Linked DNA regions of Mus musculus: region 1 is linked to region 2. Evidence: chromatin contacts called from public HiChIP or PLAC-seq data. All regions are on one chromosome and are shown on one strand. Each heading gives the region's core, a stretch centred on a gene start, on an enhancer-like site or on the middle of the called end of the contact. The rest is flanking DNA. Distances are from core to core; before and after follow the strand shown.

What was found. HiChIP or PLAC-seq counts read pairs in DNA pulled down with a chosen protein or histone mark.
Region 1: an H3K4me3 HiChIP or PLAC-seq map of bone marrow-derived macrophages shows a contact between it and region 2, with 4 times the contacts expected there. The contact joins two enhancer-like sites. A contact is called at or near these places in 2 of 115 datasets of contacts at active chromatin or transcription factors (bone marrow-derived macrophages and large pre-B cells).

Annotation. Positions count from the first base shown.
Region 1 is chr6:83,161,051-83,164,362 of GRCm38.p6, forward strand. It overlaps 1700003E16Rik (RIKEN cDNA 1700003E16 gene), which reads left to right. Exons shown (of 4, transcript NM_027948.1): 2 at 1-83; 3 at 166-387; 4 at 507-1,925. The coding sequence ends at 1,841. Among named protein-coding and RNA genes, the nearest start is that of 1700003E16Rik, 6.3 kb to the left of the region's middle. Within about 2 kb of position 1,476, at least 38 of the 459 cell types and tissues checked have an H3K27ac peak or open chromatin away from gene starts, as enhancers often do. A contact at or near this core is called in bone marrow-derived macrophages, where this site is marked.
Region 2 is chr6:82,795,564-82,798,737 of GRCm38.p6, forward strand. No RefSeq gene overlaps it. Among named protein-coding and RNA genes, the nearest start is that of Gm38843, 8.0 kb to the right of the region's middle. Within about 2 kb of position 1,923, at least 68 of the 459 cell types and tissues checked have an H3K27ac peak or open chromatin away from gene starts, as enhancers often do. A contact at or near this core is called in bone marrow-derived macrophages, where this site is marked.

The DNA of each region.
Region 1 (3,312 bases), core at 226-2,725, 370 kb after region 2:
GCGAGGACGTAGTGGGTGACATCTTGGCTGACCTTATGACTCGAGTTATGGAGTGTGCCTTCAAAGTCTATCTGACCCAGCAGGTGGGCCTAGATCTGGGTCTTCCAGACCTATCTTCTACCCTGCCTCTCCTGGCAAGGCTGAGACCCTCCCTCGCTTCCACAGTGCGTTCCATTCACCATTAGCCAGGCCCGAGAGGCCATGCTGCAGATCACTGAGTGGCGCTTCCTGGCCCGAGATGAGGGAGAATCTGCAGTGGCTGAGGACCCCACGTGGGGAGAGGATGAGGAGCCCCTGGCATGCACTACGGATTCCTGGGCCCAGGGCTCCGTGCCTGTTCTGCACACACCGGCGCCCGTTTGTGTAGAGGAGCAGTTCCACAACGAAGTAAGCCCAAGCCCTGAGCCTCTTCCCGACAGAAGCCTCCTCTGGAGCCGCTCAGGACCACGAAGTGAGGTCCTTTCCCTCCATTTCCAACAACTCATTACCCTTGTGTGTTTCCCCAGGAACCTGGGAACCCGGACCAGTTCCTTTTAGGTTCATCGTGGGACAAAGAGTCCCAAAAGCCGACACAACCTTCAGAACCTTCTGCCGAGCCCAAAGTCACCCCGAGACCCACGGCCACCTTGGAGGCGTTTGAGGAAGCTGAGCCCGGGGATGCCTTGGAAGTACCCCACGGCCAAGAGGGAAGCCATATGTTGGCTGTGCCCTCGAAGGAGTCTTTACGATCTACGGCGGAAGGCGAGCGCGTCTACAGCCCCCAGTCTTCTCTGAAGCAGCCCCAAGTAGTCCGTCTTCAGGCCTCTGAGAAGGAATCATCCTTCGGCTCACACCTGTCGCTCGAGGATCTTTACCTCTGCATGCCCCAGCCAGACGCGGCAGGGGACCGGCTGAGCTTGCAGAGCAAGGGCCAGCTCCACAGCAGCCCGATAGGGTCGGAGTCCCACCTCGGTGCACTCACCCCGGCAGAGCCCTCCGCGTTCCAGGAGCCTGAAGTCTTGGGAGAGCGGCCAAAGCACAAGACCACCACGTTGCGCATGGATTCCTCGCGGCTGCCCCGCCACTGGGTGCGCCCCGTGGCCGAGGTCCTGATCCCAGACCTCGAAGTGCACCCTTTGGAAATATATCGCGGGCGCCCGCGCAGGAGCCAAGCTGGGACCGCAACCTCAGCATGCGAGTCCCAAGCCCTTAGCTCGCGTGCTCCCTCCAAACCCCATGTCTCTAGCCCAAGGTTCCCTCTCCAGCGTTGTGCTACATTCCGTGCTTTGGGCCCGGATCCTAGTTTAAACTTGGCCCAAACCTCACCGTCCTTCGGGTCAAACGTGCCATTCCTCAGCCCCGGGTTCCGCTTCCTCCCTAGAAACCCAATCCCTCCCGACGTCGCCAGCACCCCTACCCCCAAACTATGGCCCCTAGCTAAGTGGCCAAGTGGCTGGGAGCGGGAGGCGGAGCAGCTGGGAGAGCTGTGGGCGGGTCGGACTCGCGTGCCTCCACAGGGTCAGGAACCTGTGGAGGTGACACCTTTGGAGGAGGACTCTGGATGGCCCCTAGCGGCGCCCCAGGTCCTCGAGGCTACGTCCCAAGTGCTTTGGAAGCCCATGGTTATTTCAGAAACCATGAAGCTGGTTCCTGGTGTGAGTATGTGGAACCGGGGAACCCAGGAGCTGCTCAATCCTGCTGTCATCCGGAAGGAGGCTGAAGAAGGCACCCCCCAGGCGCCTGAGCAGCAACCCATCCAGACAGGTGTGTCCAAGCCTCAGGTGATTATGAAACAGATAAGGAACGAGACCCCCAAAGCCTGGCTGCTCCCCACCAAGCCTGTGCCCCACTCTGGGTCCTGAGCCTCCACACTGGGAAATGGACCTTGCTCAAAAATAAACGAATTGCCGCAGGAACTGACTGGCAAAGATGGTGCCATTTCTTCCAAACCTGTTTATTTCCTTAACGGGACTCCAGGGGGCGCAGTTGTCATGGCTTAGGAGACAAGGCTTAGGGATAAGGTTGTTCCCTAGCGTTCTCTGTCTCACCTCCACCACCCCCCACCCCCCCTGTCCTCAAAACACTCGTTAAAAGGGAAGATAGAAGGACCGTAAGGTAAATCTGGCTCCCAGGCAGAACTTTGTCCTTTCAGTAAGGGAGGAAGTGCATAACTGTGATTATAAGCATAGAGTGAGTCCACACATTAATTCGCTCTCCTTTCCTAGCTCCTGGAGCTTATTAGTTCATCTTGGATTGAAACACCTATTTTTTTCCGTTTGATTTTTACTCCTGTGTTCAGGGAAATGAACCTAGAATTTTGCATATGACAGAAAAACATTGTATCAACCAGACACATACACACAGCCAATACATTTTAAGCAATTAATATATACACAAATATGCTCACATGTGAAATGTCCTATGTACCCTCATGGTTGCACAACACGGAACAGCAAAAGACTAGAAAGTGGGCCAGGAGGCTGGCTCAGCCAGTAGAGCACTTACTATGTAAAGCAAAGCATTGAGGACCTGCAAATAAGCCCCCAGCCCATACTCTCCATTCTGGGGAAGTTTAGATGGGACAAGCCCTAGGGTTTGCTGGCCAGCCAGTCTAGCCAGAATTGAATTCCAGGTTCAGTGAGAGACCCTTTCTCAAAATAATAATAATAATAATAATAATAATAATAATAATGAGGAGGAGGAGGAGGAGGAGGGTGATTGAGGAAGAGATTCCAGGTCAACTTCTGGCTTCCAAATGCACATACACGCATGTGTGCTCCCACAAACATGAACACACATGCATACAACTGGAAACAAAGTAACTAGAGGAATCCAGTTGATAAATATGTACACCTACACATGAGGATCTCTCTCTGTTTTTCAAGAGATGTTCTCTTGTAGTGCAGGATGGCTGTCAGGCCATGGGTGGCCTTGAACTCCTCATACCTAAACCTCCCAAGTGCTGAGATTTCAAATACAGCTTGTATAACCGGAAAACATTTACCCACTTCATTTGAATTTGATGGCTCAGTGTTAGTTAAGAGTGGTTACTGGCAGCTCTTCCAAAAGACCTGAGTTCAATTCCCAGCACCCACATGGCTCCGCTCACAACCATCTCCAACCAGTTCTAGCTCCAGGGGACCTAAGCCCTTTTCTGTCTTTCCCATGTGCCTGGTGTGCAGACATACCATACATGTAGGCAAAACACTCATAAAATATAAACCTTACAGATTCTATAAAGGAAAAAAGGCAGAATGTAAGTCTCTATACTGTACTACCTATTGCATAAGAGATGAAAGGAGTAGAACTCTGTGTTCATAAGAGCCTGTATTT
Region 2 (3,174 bases), core at 673-3,172:
TAGTGCTCTTTAAAAAAGTGCTCAAGTCCTCTTAAAAAAAAAGCAGGCAGTGCTCTTAATCACTGAGCCATCTCTCCAACTCACCCCACCCCCAATCCTCTTTCTGAAACCTTGTCTTCCAGCTCCCAAGGTTCTGAGACCTCAGGCATGAACCACCACACTAAGCTTTGGGTTTTTGATGGTGATATTAATGGTTTTTTTGTTTGTTTGTTTGGGTTTTGGGTTTTTTTGGTTTTTTAAGACAGAGTTTCTCCGTGTATCCCTGACTGTCCTGGAACTAACTCTTTAGACCAGGCTGGCCTCGAACTCAGAGATCTGCCACCAGAGTGTTGGGATTAAAGGCATGTGCCACCACACATGGCATAGCTGTGGGTTCTTGCCGTTTACGGCAAAATAAATCACAGTCAAAGTTCAGAATGAAATTATTAGGGAAAGATCATAGAAGAACTTTTGTCATTAGAGGTTTTCACACAACAAAAGCCTGATGTCTCCAAGAAAGGTGAGCTTGGTTATGTTAAAAATCTCTTAAATCCTCAGGATAAACCTCTCACAAACATTTACTTAACATGTGAACAGCTGCTACACACCAATGAGAAAACAACTGTTGTTTCATGTGGGGAAGAAATGGTCAAAACATGAAAAGATCATAGAAAAGGAGACAAATTCTCTGGCCATACAAATACATGCATGAGCCAGGCATGGTGGTGCATTCCTATAATCCAAGCACTTGGGAGGCAGAGAGAGACAAACTAATCTCTTTGAGTTCCAGGGCAACCTGATCTACATAGGGAGTTCCAGGTCAGCCAGGAAAGTAAAATAAAATAGAAATAAATAAATATGCTTAAGAATTCTTGATGCAAATTTGAATTACAAGGCACTTTCAATTCAAATGAAAAAAAAATACAATATTGAAAGCTATATTGAAAAAGATAGTAGTTTTGTATATTCTCACAGAGGGAAATTTAACAATTTTTTTTTTATTGAAAATGGGGCCAGCAAGATGGCTCAGTGGTGGGAACCTGCCTTGAGTTCTATCCCAAGACACTTATTGAGACCTACAAACTGTCTCTTGACCTCCACAAACATACAGTGACAAACTTGCATCCTCCTAGCTACCCATCCCCACACCAATAAATAAAAACAAAGGCTGTTTTAATTAAAACTAAAACCATTTTAATTCTTAAGATTTTATTTACAAAATTACTTGAATCTGTGTAATGTTATATATTCCATTTTCTTTCCAGACAAGGTGACATACACATCTCATCCCAGCAATCAGAAGGCATGAGTGGACAGCCTGATCTACATAGTGAGTTCTAGGCTAGCCAGGAATACTTGGTAAGACCTTGTCTCAAATAAATAAATAAATAAATAAATAAATAGAGAAAGACACACATACAGAGAGACAGAGACAGAGACAGAGAGGGAGAGAGAGGGAGGGAGAGACAGAGAGAGATGGAGAGAGATTTGAGAGGGTGTCCAGGGGAAGTAAGAGGCAGAAGTTAAAGATAGAAATGATCAAAATATATTGTTTCTATGTATAAAATTATTGGTGAATAAATAAAAGGTATTCTAGAAAACATATTTTACTCTAATGTGAAGCAGAGACAGAGGTAGACAGGTATCCATGAGTTCAGGCTAGCCTGATCTACATAGTAAGTTCCAGGCTAGCCAGAGCTACAGAGTGAGTTCTAAGCCAGCCTGTGTGGCGCAGTGAGACCCTGTCCCAGCAACAAAAGCTTGGTGTCAACTATGATTTGTCCAAATGATAGAACATTAGATAGCTGTTAAGTTAGAAAGGTTTCAGCTTAATGATACAGAACGAGTTGTTCCAAGAGCAGAATGAGATTATAGACACTGCAAAATGGAGGAGGGGACAGTTGTGCTCCTGTGTTTGGAAACTTGCAGACGGTCTTTGAAAGGTTGTGCAAGACGCAGAGGGAAGTGTGGCAAGGCAACTGAAACTCCCTGCTTAGCTTTTATACCCGCTCAATCTTGTGCCCACAGATAGGAGCTACAGAATTTCTGGAGAACAGTAATCAATATGTGCACCCATCCACGTATCAGCAGTCATTCTGTTGTCTACTGAGTCACAGTTTTAATTGGTGCTGATTATACACACAAATCAAAACAGGCATTTTCAAAAGGGAAGTTTAATGAGGAAGCAGAAAAGGGCTCACAGAGAAAGGAGGTTTTCTCTTGTGAAAAATGTTTTTCTAAGCATTTGGGATAAAGTAATGTCTGACTCCTCAGATGACAAAGACATGAGAAATGAAAAAGTCCTCCATTGAGAGAGAAAGAGAGAGAGAGAAAGAGAGAGAGAATCACTGCATAAAGCCTGAGGGAATAGGTATCTGGCTGAGGAGACAGGCGAGTCATAGGAGCTCAAGCTAGGCAGAGGTCAGGGAGCAGTGGGGGGTCTCCAGTCTCCAGGACCAGAAACGCAGGAGCCTGGAGCTGAGATGACCTAGACAGGGACCAGAGTGTTGAAATCCTTCTGGAATACAGAGGCCATAAAGAAAAAGTGTCCTCTGGACATAGAGAAGAGATAGTGACTGAGAGTGAGACCTAGACAGAGACACAGCGTCACACAGACACACAGAGACAGAGGCAGAGACACAGACACGGCACAGGCAGACATAGAGAAAAGACAGAACCAAGGGAGACAGAGACACAGATAGACAGACAGACACACAGACAAAAAGAGAGACAGGGGTAGAGACAGAGAAAAGACAGAACCAAGGGAAGGTGGGTGGGGGTGGGGGTAGGGGCAGGGCCAGGGCCAGGGGGGCAGGGACTGAAGACAGAACTCAGGAATTTGAGAGAACAGAGAATCAGAGGACAGAGTCAGTGCTCAACAAGGAGCTGGCCAAGAATCCTCATCTCTCGTTCACATTTCTAATGATTATATCAACAGATAAGGCCATCTGTGCAGGGTTCACCTTCAGGGCGAATGTGCTGTGTTAATATTTATCCCACTTGAAGAACAGTGAGCACACAGTTCTGGGGGCTCTGATGGCTGGGCCTCTCAGAGATACACTTGCTGATCCTAGAGACATCTTTCCCTGACCCTGTAAGGCCGGCCCCCTTCCCCTGGTCCTGTAAATATTCATTCATCTATCCACTCCTGCATCAAGGATACAGAGAGTGTACAGACTGTATCCAGTTGACATG